Linked DNA regions of Mus musculus: region 2 is linked to region 1. A link is a contact called in public targeted proximity ligation data. All regions are on one chromosome and are shown on one strand. The core of a region is the stretch at or near the end of the contact, and the rest is flanking DNA. Distances in the headings are between cores, read along the strand shown. Region 1 holds the start of Tcirg1 (T cell, immune regulator 1, ATPase, H+ transporting, lysosomal V0 protein A3). Region 2 holds the start of Pold4 (polymerase (DNA-directed), delta 4).

Region 1 (6,780 bases), core at 2,964-5,463:
ACCCCAGTAGGAGATGACAAAGGTCATCCAAGTTGCAGGCTCACCCTGTGAAAGCCAGGTTCGGTTAGTCTCTGGAGCCCTGGCTCCTCCCTGACGGCCCCCACCCTGGCCCCCCTGCAAACTCACCGTCACTGGGTCCTCCAGCTGCCCCTCAGTCTCCCGAAAGCTGGCAATGAGGAAGCCGCGGCAAGCTCTCCACAGCAGGCGCTCCAGGGCCGCAGCCTTGTAGGGCTCCACAGCACCTGCCACAAAACTGCCAACAGGGCTGGAGGCGGGCTGCAGCCTCCTCCCAACTCACCTCACAGGAAGCACTCGTGGGGAACCCCCAAACACAACATACAGAGACTCAGGGGCCATCGGGTCCCCTTCTTTGGCCAGTGCCTTAAGGCTGTCCAGAAAAGACAAACTGCCCCGACTCACTTGACCTTCAGGTCTGAATGTGGCCCCCGGGTGCCTGGAAGCAGGGGTGTTGTCTCAGAGAAGGGTCCTTCAGTATGGTCAGCTGCCACCTAGGCACCAAGAGACATTGTGAGCCCCAGCCGTGGCATATATATCTCCAGGCCCCATCCCTGCCCTGGCTGGGGCTGACCGGCGGGCTGTGGCTCTGGCCCAGCACAGCCGAGTGAAGCCGCAGCTGGTGCAGCTGGGCCCGCAGTGCCTGCTGATTGCCACGAACATCCCGAAGCTCCTGGGCCAAGCGATCCGTTTCCTCCTGGATGCGCAGCAGGTCTCGGGGAGGTGGTGCTGGCAGTGTCCCCTCAGGTGGGGCCAGCGTCAGACCTGCCCGCTGCACTTCTTCCCGCAAGAAGGCTAGACACAGAAAGGGGCGGTGGGGTTAGGGGAAGTCACACAGGGTTATGCCAGCTCATGTCTATTGTTAGCCAGGGGCTGCAGACATGTAGGGAGATCCCTAATGCGCACCAAAGGCCATGACTAATCTGCTGAGTCAGATCTCCAGAAAAATCCCGGGCTAAACTGTTTAGAAGCAGCCGCTCTGTTCCCCCTGTTTTGCCCTCATCTCTGACCTAAGAAAGGCCTTTCTAGCCCTCCACCCCAGCGTCTGCCCACCCCAGTCCATCTAGGCAGAAAGCTTAATAGAGTTGTGGCTCATACTCCAAGGCAGTCCTACCTATCGTCCTTGGCTCCACCCACCCAGAGCCAAGGATGTCCTGCGGATGCCAGCAGCCCCGCCCACACCTCCCTTCTCTGCCTTTCACCTGGGTAACGGGGGCACTTCCCTTCAGACCAAGCTTGCCTAGCGCTCATTCCATGGGATGTGAATCTGGGTCCAACTTACTAAACGTCTTCTCCAGTTCCTCGCAGCGCCGGACGTCTACCACGAAGCGTCTCTGGAAGGCGCTCACGGATTCGTTGAGCTGTGATGGATACATATACGGGTCAGAATCTCTGGGAGGGGATCAGGAGGTCACTGCTCTGGGATCCAGGTCTGAAGCACCTCCTCCAAAAAGTTGCTTGGTGCCCAATTAGCCTGAACGGACTAGTTGGAGCAGACTCAACCGCGTGCCAGAAAAGGCACGAGTAAGCATGGGAAGGGCGCCGGTGCTGGAAGGGAGGGCTGGGATGCTCCTGTGGCAGGCCAGGGGTAATCACACGGCCTTTCCTGATGTGGGTTACCCGCCCAGGCCTCTGTCCCACCCCACTTACGTCTCTGAACTCCACGAGGCCCAGCTCACCAAGCTGGCTCACACAGTTGTAAGCAGACCCTGTGGGCAACAGGAGCTGGACCAAGGCCACCTCTTCACTCCGGAACATAGAGCCCATGATCCTTAGGGCAGGCAAAAAAAAAAAAAAAAAAGGTGGTTAGGAGCTAGTTCCAGGCAGGCATCCATACACCTGTTCCCATTCATCGGACAGATGGAAAAACTGAGGCCAGGAAAGAAGTAATGGGTACCGAGGTTAACAGAAAGTCAGTAGCAAGAGAAAGCATGGGCCGGGCAGTGGTAGCGCACGCCTTTGATTCCAGCACTTGAGAGCCAGAGGCAGGCGGATTTCTAAATTCAAGGCCAGCCTGGTCTACAGAGTGAGTTCCAGGACAGCCAGGACTGCACAGAGAAACCCTGTCTCGAACTCCCCCCCCCCCAAAAAAAAAGAAAAAAAAAAAAGCATGGAGCAGCCCAGTGACCCCAAAGCCTACCACCGTAGGCTGTCTTTAAGCTGGCCTTCCTTCTGCTGCCTTCTTGCTTCTAGCCCAGCAGCTCCCAGACACCCTGGCTCCAGCAGTGTTTTCAGCACTGGATCACCTCTCTGTCTGCCCCCCACTTGAGACCCAGCTTAGCCCTGAGACCCTAGGCTGTGACAACTGACACCAAATGCCTCTGAGCTGTCTAGCCTGCTTCCTTATACATGCAGAGGGTGGGGGTGGAACTCCCTCTAAGTTCCCTGGAGCTGAAATCCTGAAGGGGAGGATTGGCTGGGGGTTGCCTTTGGCTGCCCGCAACATTGCCTGTGGGGCTGGGAAAAGTCTTGGTGTTGAAACTGGGAAAGTGAAACCATGAAACAATGGGCGGGAAGCTCTGGTGGCCTCCCTCTAACCCCAGCAGGCACACACTTCCTGGCTGGAAAGCAAACGGACTCTTCAACTGCCCTGCAGATGCCCAGCCAAAAGCCAACACTCTCCCTGGGGCCACTGCCTGCTCCTTGGTAGCTACTGCTCTTCAGGTTCAGGATCTTGGGGACACCGTTTCCTCAGCTCTTAAACTGGCGTTGAGGGCTGGAGGTCACAAGTGGGGACACACATCGAGAGGAACTTCAGATACTAATGGGCCCAGCTTACTGCCTGGGTCTGCCCAGCAGACCACTTCCTCCCTAGGTCTGGTTTACTTAAGGGGAAACCACAGTCCTGTCCCCAGCTTGGGAAAGGAAAGAATTCAGATGGTAGTCAAGGGCTTCAGAAGAGCCAGGCCCTGCACAGGCAGGGGTGAGCAGGGAGGGCTGGGTGCACAGAGCCAGGGACTAAGTCTCTAGGGTCCTCCCCAAATTGTAAGCAGCTATGTGACACTGGGTAAGTCACTTGCCCTCTCTGGGCCTGTTTCCTCTTTGATTGAATTGGCCACCCCTGGCAGGAAAGATGTGAGTGAGGAGATAAACGAAAAATCAGACTCCCCACATCTTACTTCTTTCTATAAACACCCCTTCCCCCCAATTCCTAGTGGACAACCCAGCCTTACGATTTTTTTGTTTGTCCGTTTTTCAAGAAAGGATTTCTCTGTGTAGCCTTGACTGTCCTGGAACTGGCTCTGGGGATCAGACTGGCCTTGAACTCAGAGATCAGCCCACCTCTGCCTCCTGAGTGCTGGGATTAAAGGCTTGTGCTACCACCACTCCTCCTATCCTGGCCTTAATTTATAAATGGGCCAACCCAGGTGGAGTAAGGTGAAGTCTAAGGTCACATGGCCAACTAGAACCACACCACAGAGGGGTCTGTCCCAGACAGAGGGACGCTGCTCTGACTTGGCACATCCTGCCTAGTCCCAGCGCCATAACCACCAGCACTCGGGTGCTCCAGCCAAGGGATGCTAGACATGTACATGCAAGACAAACGGAAGTTCCCCCATGCTCCCTGCAGACAGTCCACATTACATACCTTGATTTTGTTACTAGGTCCTGTCCTGTAATCTGCGAGCTAGACCCACACACACCACTCGCGATCTGGCCTTCCCCTGAGGCCCCGGTGTTCTGCCTTACTCCTGCACCCCCTTTCCTAGTCTTCCTTCAACCCCTGCCTTTTCTCCCAGACCCTGCTCTTCGGAGGATGAGGAGAGGGGCTGGAGTCTGCCTTGAGCCCGGCCACTTCCTAGTAGGATGGCTTCCGTTTCCTCATCTGTAGAATGGGTCCCTCGTTCAGAGCCAGACGCAGCAGGGGCCTCCATGAGCTCAGGCTCTGAAGTTTCCCGGAGCTAGCAACCTATCCTCTGCTTCTCCTTGCGGCCTGCCTGCATCCCAGACTGCCTGACACGGTCGCGTGGCCTCTGAGTTGCCTCCACCCGGAGTCGGGCAGGGCGCCTGGACCCTTGTCCAGGCGGAGGAAGAAGCAGTTGGTAGGCAGGGCTGGGGTTCCTCAGTTTAGCAGGACACTCACCCAGGTGGACTCTTCGCTCAACTTCGGCTTAGGATCTGAGCCCGCCCTCCGGCCAGTGCAGCTCACTCCAGCTTCGAAATACCGGAGTGGGTGTGGCCTGTGACGGCCTGCCCACTGCCCGCCCTGTCCCGCCCCCCACTGAGTTCGGGCGCGGGGTGGGGGTGGGGGTGAGGGCGGTGTCTGGACGCCCCGGAATCGTTTAATCCCGGGAATCGGGAGATAACCGACAAAAAAATCCCGATAATCGGGAGATGACAGGTAGGACCTTAAGGATAGGCCACCTTCACCTTCCTAGTACGTACAATCTGCTTCAAGCTACTTCGCTATTGTGCAAGATCGGCTGCTACCCAACCTCACCCAGCTCAGACTATGCTGGGTAAGGGTGGGCCCACGCTATGGGCCCCTCTCCACTGGCAGCAGGGTGTTGGTTGGGCCAGTCTCTGCGGAGGAACTTGACCCAGGAGCCTGGAGACTCCAGAAGTGCCTCAACCTCCTTCCTAGCCCTTGAGGTATGGAAACTGGGATTCAGGACCATTCAGCTGCCTGTACTTTGGACAGGCTGGACTGTACCCAATGGGGACCAGAGGGACAAGGGGCCCCTCAGCTGTGCTGACCCTTGAGCCCCATTCAATAAACAAGGGCTCTAATGTGTGGGGGGAGTATAGAATGGAAGCCTAAGGCAACCTGAAAACTGAGTCGAAGTGGGTAGGTATCCCCAGAAAACAGGTATGACATGGGTCTGAGGTGACTTGGTGAGGACCCTCACACAAGTGTACCAGGGGGCACAAGCCAGTGCTCTTCACTGTGGGGGAACAGACAACAGACGGGCCATAAAGCTGTAGTTGTGAATACAGTAGAAGTGTACATAAGAATAGGAGAACCAAGCTAGCAGCAGTCCCGTCCCCCCCCCCACACACACAATGTGTGTGTGCCCACACAGGGTCGGGGTAGAGGTGAGGGCGGTGTCTGAAACGGTAACAAGTATAACACCCACACTTGGGAGGAGTCAGAGAACTTAGTGGGCAAAGGGGATGTAGTAGCCAGAGGCAAGGCCAGCTCAGAGGCAGCAGGACCTATGTCATTCCCTTGTGACTGTCACCCCCTAGCAAGCTTCCTGTTCCCCAAAGGACACCCTGACCTTAGGGATGTTGGGTGCAAGTGTGCGGCTACACTCCCCGTGCAGGCACCCATGGAGGCCTGAGGTGAGCAGCAGGAATTTTCCTCAGTTGGCCACCTGTTGCACTCAGTTTTTGAGCCAGTCTCTCTCACTGAACCTGAAACTTGCCATTTTGATTAAGTTTGGCTAGCCAGGGACTCTGGGATCCACTTGACTCCATCCTCCAGCAGAGGGTCACAGACATGTGGCCACACTAAGCTTTTCTGTGCAATCTCAGGATAAGAATAACTCATTTACTCAGCCTCCTTCCTACTCAGCCTCCTCCTGAGGCTCTTGATGGACTCAAGCAGAGCCTGGAAAGGATCCAAGTCCAAACTGTAGCGATGGACAGCCAAGAAAACAGAAGACCTGGACCTCACCTCTCAGACACCCAACACCAATGGGGACAACAGGCCCCTGGTGACCTGCACTGCCAGGCTGTGGGAAAAAGCCCAGATGTGTGATACGGTTCTGGGTAGTATTGCCGATCACAAAGAGGCCTGGTAGGCCTGTGCACCATAGAGGATGGCTGGGTTCTGCATTTGCTAGACTTTGGGGCAGGTGAGTGGCTGGAACCCACTGAGAGAGCGATGCAGCAGGCCATGCACACCTGGTCTGGCTGGAGCAAACCAGATGCCCCTGGCTGCGTGGGGTAGATTCTGCCCTAGAAATGGAACAACACAACAGGTAGCTGTGGGATCATAGTTTCTTTATGGGCTAAAGGGGCCACAAGGCTGAGCCAGGTGGCCAAGGTCACCAGTGGTCTGGTCACCGGTACAGGTAGTCAGCCTGGATGTTGGCAGCGATCTCGGCCTCCCACTTGTCTCCATTGTTGAGTAGCTTCTCCTTGTTGTACAGCAACTCCTCGTGTGTCTCGGTGGAGAACTCGAAGTTGGGGCCCTGTGGGAAGGTGGACAGTGAGCAGGGCGAACCCTTCTCAGGAGCCTCAGTGCGAGCCACTTCACCCAGCCCGCTCACCTCCACAATGGCATCAACAGGGCAGGCTTCCTGGCAGAAACCACAGTAGATACACTTGGTCATGTCGATGTCATAGCGTGTCGTTCGGCGGCTGCCATCGGCTCTTGGCTCAGCCTCAATGGTGATGGCCTGAAGGAGTGGCCACAGGTCACTGTCATAATGGCAGACCCCTCCTGAATCTGCCCATCACAGTTCAAACTGACCCCTGGAAGTCTGCATGGATGCCTGGTTTCCTCAGCCCTCCAAAGGAGCCACCGCTCACGTGGCCCCATTAGTCTCTGCCAGGTGACCCTCCTGTCCCACAAGGAAAAGATTATGATCTGCTCTGCTCCCTGAAAAGGTGTGGCCCTAAGAGGGCCCCTGGATAGTAAGTACCCAATTACTGTCATGTTGAACAACTTTGCTAACGATCCCCATTTGTTGGAGAAACTTAAGAGAGATTGAAAGATTTCCTGAATTCACATAGCAATGAGGGACACAGACCGAATTTTAAGGTATATTCTTAACTATCAGTTTCTGAGGGGACAGCTATATGCCAGCTAAGGGT
Region 2 (6,786 bases), core at 1,798-4,297, 320 kb after region 1:
TCCCCTAAACTGGACTGAATTTCAGCTCAGAATGAGTAGCAGGGCCTGAGTGGGGGAGTTGCTAAGGAGAGAGAAAGAAATGGGAGAGACCTCACATCCCATTGAACTCATGCAGCTGCTGCCCTCCCTCACTTTTACCTGCCCCATCTTTTCAGCTCTAACTGGCTCTGTCCATATGACCCATCTCAAACTGAAGGCGAGGGACTTTCAGGATGTATATTTGTGAAGAGTGCTGACCCCACCCAGAACTGTCACACTGAGTAAAGCTAAGATGAACCTGCTCCCACAGGAGCCGCGCGCAGTGAGTCTCAGCCCCAGGGAGTCCCAGGTCTAGGTTTCTGTTCAGGTTGTTTGTTCTCCTGGTCTTCACAGGACTTTGACCTTGAACCTAATAAGGCTTAGGGTATTTGCAAAGTATAAGTTAACTCCATCCACTTCTATCACCAGCTTCTGGAATCAGTGCTGACCAAAGACACTTCGTATACAAGACAGAATTGAGCCACTAACTTAGACCACCAGTTTGGTCTCCACTCTGAGAACTCTGCATCAAGCAAAGTGTTCTAGGCAGGAAGGAAAATGATGAGGTTAGAGAAGAAAGTAGGAAAACACCCAAAGATAGGAGACCAAGTCAGTGCCCTAACCACCTTAGAGACACGTCGGATACTGAGCAGCCAGGATGATCCATCTTATTGCTCACCTGGAGAGGACAGCATGCTTCCTAGGGAGAGCTCCACCCCCACACACCTCCCCCACCAGAAGGCTAGTGCTAGGGTCCCTGCACTGAAGCAGAGCACTCCAGATCCCTTAGGGGCTGAGGGAACCTAAAGCCCCTGGGAGGTATCTTTCCAGTCAGTGTTGGAGAAGCTACCTGGACCTGAGCCAGGCAGATCTGGGGTGGGGGCTGAAGGGAGGGCAGGTAGGGATGGCTCAGCCAAGATCCACAGAGCAGGTCAGGGTGTCAGGAGCTGCCAAAGGAGACAAGCGACTAGGCGCAGGCAGTGGAGGGAGCTGCTGTGGCCGCCCAGCGGCACACCCCATTTCACGCTCCCTGGGCGGTGGCAGGCCCCACGGCTATCAGCTTTCAGGGGTGGGAGGGACCAGGAATGAGGAGGGGTCTGCCCCACCCAGGCTTCCCTGCTCCCTCAGGGCTTTGTGGACTCAGGAAGTGGGTGCCACATACCTTTGGGAACAGCCCCAGAATATCTGAGGCCTTCTTAGGGAGGAGTGGTGGTCAGTCCCACGGAGCCTAGGAGCTACCCACTATAGAGCCTCACTAGACCTAATGCCTGTGCCTTTCCCTGCCTAGTAGAGAATTCTCCCTGTCCCCCTTCCCAACTCTGTAGGGTCTCTTCTCCCAGATGTCCAGGAGACAGATGGAGGGATCAGACCTGAGCCACCCCAAACAATGGGTCCCAGAAAGGCCTTCCAGGTCTTTGCAGTGTGCCTGCAGCTCCTTCTTCTTCAAGAAGCTAATGGGGGAAGGCTAGCAAGAGGAGGTCCCTGGAGACACAACCTTCTGCCCACCACTGGTGGGTTTCTCTTTGGAGGGGTCCTCTTCTCTGCCTCCACACACACGGGAGGCCAGCCGAGTGCTTCCTAAGCCAGATCACAGAGCTTCCAAAAAGGAGGGCAAAGGCCTCCAACCAGCCATCCTTGCACCCCTGGAAGGAAGAACCGGATGGGCTCTCCAGAGGGTGATTAGTGCTGGGTCAGTCCAAGTGCTGGTTCCCAGACTCCCACGGGCCAGCATTTTCACCCGCTGCCAGGAAGTTGGTGAGGGGGAGGTGGTAGTAGGGGTGAGTCAGTGATGACAGGAGCCCCAAAACAAAGGTCATGGGTAGAGAATTGAGAGACGCTGTTTACAGCAATTACCTCCTGAGGTCTTCTCCCAATGCCTACCATTCTCCTCCAGCTCTAAGGCATTCGTGCTCCTGCTCTCCTGTCCAGGACTAACGACTGTGTATGTCCCTCTCTCTACCGCGCAAGCCTGGGAGCTTCTGCCGCACACGGGAAGCTAGTTAGTTACACAGTAGCTGTTACTAAGAGCACTTCTGCAGCACACGGGAAGCTAGTTAGTTACACAGTAGCTGTTACTAAGAGCACTTCTGCAGCACACGGGAAGCTAGTTAGTTACACAGTAGCTGTTACTAAGAGCACTTCTGCAGCACACGGGAAGCTAGTTAGTTACACAGTAGCTGTTACTAAGAGCACTGATCACAATTTGCCTACACTTCCCACTTGCAAAAAAACTCTTTTGATATCTATTTTGAGTTAGCATGTGGGAGATGCTTAGAACTCGGCACATGGAAAGTCCAATATGAGGGTTGGGTTTATTGAAATTATTTTCTGCTCATGATACACATTCAGAAAAAAACAAAAACAAAAAAACAGAGCAGATCTGTCAGTTAAGAACTGGGGATATGAACCCATGGAGAATGGAGACTATACTTCTGGCGTCCTGCTTGGAATGGAATCTTCCTGACTAGCAAAGTGGACAGAGGCAGGCTGTGGGACTTGACAGCGGCCACAGCAACCGCATGCCTGGGCTGGGTGGACAGTGGCTCTGCCAGCAGACTGTGAGAAAGGAGCCTTCTGAGCTCATGAGTTTCTCCAGCAAGGTCTCCTGGGGCCAGTAAGAGCAGCAGGGAAGGACCTGGACTAGTCCAAACTCTCTTTGGACCTACAGATCTGATCCCACAGCGCTCTAGGGCCAACCGGCAGGAGAAAAAGGTTCTCAGGGGACTTAAAAACTGGCCATGGGGATTAGTGAGGCTGAAAAGAACATTTGCCTAGGAAGGAAAAACGGGAAGTGAGAGGCCGAGGATAACTCTCTATATGTCCCAAGGGACCCAAGTGGACCAATGAGAAACCCGAGGAGGTGGTGAAGTCTGGGGCATCTTGACAGGTTCTTGGTTCCGCCTAACCCCTCCTCACTCGAAACGCAGCAGCAGCTACCCCGCCCCCCGTCTTCTGCCGATTGCCATTGGCTAGAATTAAGGTCCCGCCCCGCAAAGGCCGTTTGCCATTTGCTTAGGTCTCTGATGTTTGCGTGCTTGTGGGGGCGGAAGACAGGCGTCATTCCCTGGAACCTAGGGACTTCCTCTCTCTGCTTGTCTGGGTCAACTTGTCTGTCCATTGCTGGCCCATCTCTCTCTGGCCCCCTCTCTCACTCTCAGCAGCTGTCTCTCACAGGCCCGCTGCCCTGCCTTTTCTTTGCCTCCTGCTCCGCCTGCCTGGGTGGCCGCCATGGGTCGGAAGCGGTTCATCACTGACTCCTATCCTGTTGTGAAGAAGAGGGAGGGGCCCCCTGGGCACAGCAAGGGAGAGCTGGCACCCGAGCTAGGTCTCTAAAATGTGGGGGTGGCAGGAAGAGTGGACATGAAGTGACCAGAAAGGACTCTGTGTGTGTGTGTGTGTGTGTGTGTGTGTGTGTGTGTGTGTGTGTGTGTTGGCTAAAAAGGGAAGCTAGCATGTCTCGCACTTCCGATGAGCTGTCTGTCTGCTGGATGGCAAAGGCAAATGGGTGGGGAGATTGCCAGGATATAGAGTCACAGCTCTAAGTCCAGGGTAGGGCAAAGGCCTGGATGTGCCTGAGGAGCCACCACATGTTATTGCAGGGGAAGACACCCAGTCCCTCAGCCAGGAGGAAACAGAGCTGGAGCTGCTGAGGCAGTTTGACCTGGCCTGGCAGTATGGGCCTTGTACAGGTGAGCACCCCATTTCCAGTCCCTCCCATCAGGCACATCTCTGAATCAGTTCTGTTATCAATGTGTCTCAAAAGTAATCCTGCCTAGCTCTTGGACACTGTCTCCTGAAACTGACTATGGAGGCTCAAGAAACTGCCGTCCATGTCCACTATCCTGGATTCTCCTGCCTATCCTGTCTTCTTTTCCTGATGGCAGGTATCACAAGGCTGCAGCGCTGGAGTCGGGCAGAGCAGATGGGCTTGAAGCCCCCCCTAGAGGTGTACCAAGTGTTGAAGGCACACCCTGAAGACCCTCACTTCCAATGCAGGTCAGGATAGGCTGGGACAGCTTTCAGGGGAACCAGGGACTTCTCCAGGAGCTGCCACCCTCTTGGTCTACGTAGGGGCTACCTTGACTTGGAGAAGTGGGAACAGACTTAGACGGTCCTTCCTGTCAAGCAAGAAGAGTCTGGCTCGAGATAGATCTCGATAATGATCCTTACCTCTATGAGCTGATGGTGGGGGACGGGTATATCTAGGGCCCATGGAGCTATCCATGAGTCCTGAGGTGTTCACCAGAGCCACAGGATTGTAGGCAGTAAGTAAGTAAGAACTAGAGACAGTCCATCAAGGAACAGAACTGATGTGGCTATGACTTCCTTCTCCCACCCTGTCTTCCACAGCCTGTGGCATCTCTACCCACTCTGAGGTACCCCCACGTTGTCCTTCTCTGGGCACCTCCTAGCCACCAAGAACTTCAGGACAGACATCATGGCCTGCTCTGCTCATTCCAACCTTGGAGAAACAGCAGGCTGACTGTGGAGGTCTTCCTGGTTCAGCTTCTTCTCCATCTAAACAGCAGGCTGCTGAAGCTCCTGGGACCTGTGAAGCTGAGCACCTCCACGCCCTAATCATGACCACCAGATGCCCACCCGCCACACCCCTGACCTACGGTGTGGCAAATCCAGCACAGGCTGGCATAAACCAGATGTCGGCAGATAACCTAAAGGGCCCACCTTGGGCATCTAGCTGAGGGCACAGATGAGTGAGTTATTGGATCAAGGAGCTCACTAATGCTTACAATAAAGTACATTAAGCCTGAGATTCTGACCTTACATCTCTTAATATGCTCTAATCTAGCCGGCAGTTCCCAAACTGTAAGTGGGCTGGAGAGCCAGCTACAGGCTTTTTTTTTTTTTTTTTTTTTTTTTTTTTCTTTACTTAGGCTGGCTACAAACTCAGAAATTTGCCTGCCTCTGCTTCCTGAATGCTGAGATTAAAGGGTCCCAATATGGGGCGGGGGACAGTGCTGTGACTGGGATGTAAAGTGATTAATTAATTAACTAATTAATTAATGGGGAAAAGGTTTCACTATGTAGTTCTGTTTGTCCTAGAACTCATTATATAGACCAGGCTGGCTTCTAACTCACAGAAATCTACTTGCCTCTGTCTCCCAAGTGCTGGGGTTAAAGGCTTGTGTTTCTATACCACAAGGCTTCCATATCTATTTTTCTAAGGCAGTCTTTTCAAAAGCTGAGTGGCCTCTGGTATTCCCTGGTAGAAACTCACTCTAAGTTTCCTTCCCTGACCAGCCAGCAGAAAATCTGCCTAATATGCCCAACTTATGAACAGCTACTAAGTTCCTGCTACTATAGATCCCATGGGGTGTCAATATCACTGAAAATATAGGCAAAACAATCATGGAAACTAGTTATGTCATGTGGTGGTCAGCATTAAGTAAAATTAGGGTGAGAGGCTTTTAGGGGGTTAGAAAATGTCAACAAGATATTTTGTAGAGTAGGATAGGAAAGGCTCCATCGTTTTAAAAGCCTTTGAAAAGAGAGACACAAAGAAGGAAGGCAGAGAGGGCTCACACCTGAGTAAGTGTTACAGACAGAAAGAATGACAAGAAAGGCTCAATGGCAGGAACATTTTCAGACTGTTCACACAAGCATGTGAAGGTCGGAACTCAGGAGACAAGGAGACAAGAAGACAGAAGGGAATGAGGCCAAACAGGCAGCAGGCCAGTCCCATTGGGCATTGTAGACCATGATAAGAAATCTGGATTTTACAGTGAGTGAAAAGAGATATGGATGGCTTTAAGGAATGACAACATTGAACTTATGTTTTGAAAATACAAGTGCAGCTGTGGGTGGAAAGTCTATGGAGTTGGGAAAGCAGACAGGTGGTGAAACGGCTCTGCTCAGCAAGGCTAACAAAACCTGTCGGAGAACAGGTGACAGGGATGTGGTTCGAAGCAGGGAGGGGAAATGGAGCTGCTGAGAAGTAGCCAGATTTTATTTTGAGGAGACAACTGACTGGGATTTAAGAGGTAGGAGCCAAGGATAACTCCAAAGATTTGGGCTTGAGTGACCGGAAGATCAGATATCCCATAGTAGTAGAAAAAGGAGGAGGGAGGAGGAGGAAGAGGAAGGAGGAGGGAGGAGGAGGAGGAGTGGGAAGAGGAAAGTAGGAAGGGAACAAAGAGCTTTGGATGTTTTGGCTTTTGGGGAGGGGCTGTGGGTGGAACCTGAGGTCTTGCCTATAACAGGCAAGTGCTCCATTACTGAGCTACACCCCCAGTCAATATGTTACATTTGAAGTGCTTGCAATGTATCCCAGTAAAGATGGGATGTAGGCAGAAGATACAGTAAATCTGGAATTCCGGAGAGGTCTAGATTTGAGATATAACTTTGGGGAAATTTCAAATGGCATTTAAGGTCAGCAAGAATGAGCTGGCACATGGGTGCTTGATCTCCTGTAATCCCAACACTCTGGAACCGGATTCAGGACTAAAGTTTTAAAGCCAGTCTGGCAACATAGCAAGACCTTGTCTCCAATACGATCTCAGCACTCAAAAGACAGAGACAGGAAGATCTCTGTGAGTTCAAGTCCAGCCTAGTTTATGTAGAGAGTTACAGGGCTGTTAGAGCTACAAAGAGAGACCCTGTCTTAAAAAATCCAAGTCCATTCATCAGCCAATATATTAAAAGTATTAAGAGAGCTGGGCAATGGTGGTGCACACCTTTGATCCCAGCACTTGGGAAGCAGGGTTAGGGTTAGGGTTAGGGTTAGGATTAGGGTTTCTGAGTTCGAGGCCA

Evidence for each region.
Region 2: a targeted proximity ligation map of pancreatic cancer cells shows a contact between it and region 1. A contact is called at or near these places in 4 of 39 promoter capture datasets (the C10 cell line, cranial neural crest, embryonic stem cells and 1 more), 1 of 484 Hi-C or Micro-C datasets (pre-B cells), 3 of 130 datasets of targeted methods (embryonic stem cells, memory CD8 T cells and pancreatic cancer cells) and 3 of 9 other capture datasets (embryonic stem cells, liver and pancreatic islet).

What each region holds. Positions count from the first base shown.
Region 1 is chr19:3,902,920-3,909,699 of GRCm38.p6, forward strand. Tcirg1 (T cell, immune regulator 1, ATPase, H+ transporting, lysosomal V0 protein A3) reads right to left here and starts at 4,214. Exons shown (of 20, transcript NM_001136091.2): 1 at 4,100-4,214; 2 at 1,666-1,786; 3 at 1,298-1,376; 4 at 590-810; 5 at 421-509; 6 at 127-253; 7 at 1-45. The coding sequence starts at 1,782. It overlaps Ndufs8 (NADH:ubiquinone oxidoreductase core subunit S8), which reads right to left. Exons shown (of 7, transcript NM_001271443.1): 6 at 6,234-6,362; 7 at 5,944-6,155. The coding sequence ends at 6,024.
Region 2 is chr19:4,228,846-4,235,631 of GRCm38.p6, forward strand. It overlaps Pold4 (polymerase (DNA-directed), delta 4), which reads left to right and starts at 3,048. Exons shown (of 4, transcript NM_027196.4): 1 at 3,048-3,343; 2 at 3,618-3,707; 3 at 3,903-4,014; 4 at 4,369-4,789. The coding sequence starts at 3,247. The coding sequence ends at 4,393. It overlaps Gm45928 (predicted gene, 45928), which reads left to right. Exons shown (of 4, transcript NR_132309.2): 2 at 3,618-3,707; 3 at 3,903-4,014; 4 at 4,369-4,787. The region is part of intron 2 of LOC102631992 (a long non-coding RNA gene); the gene reads right to left.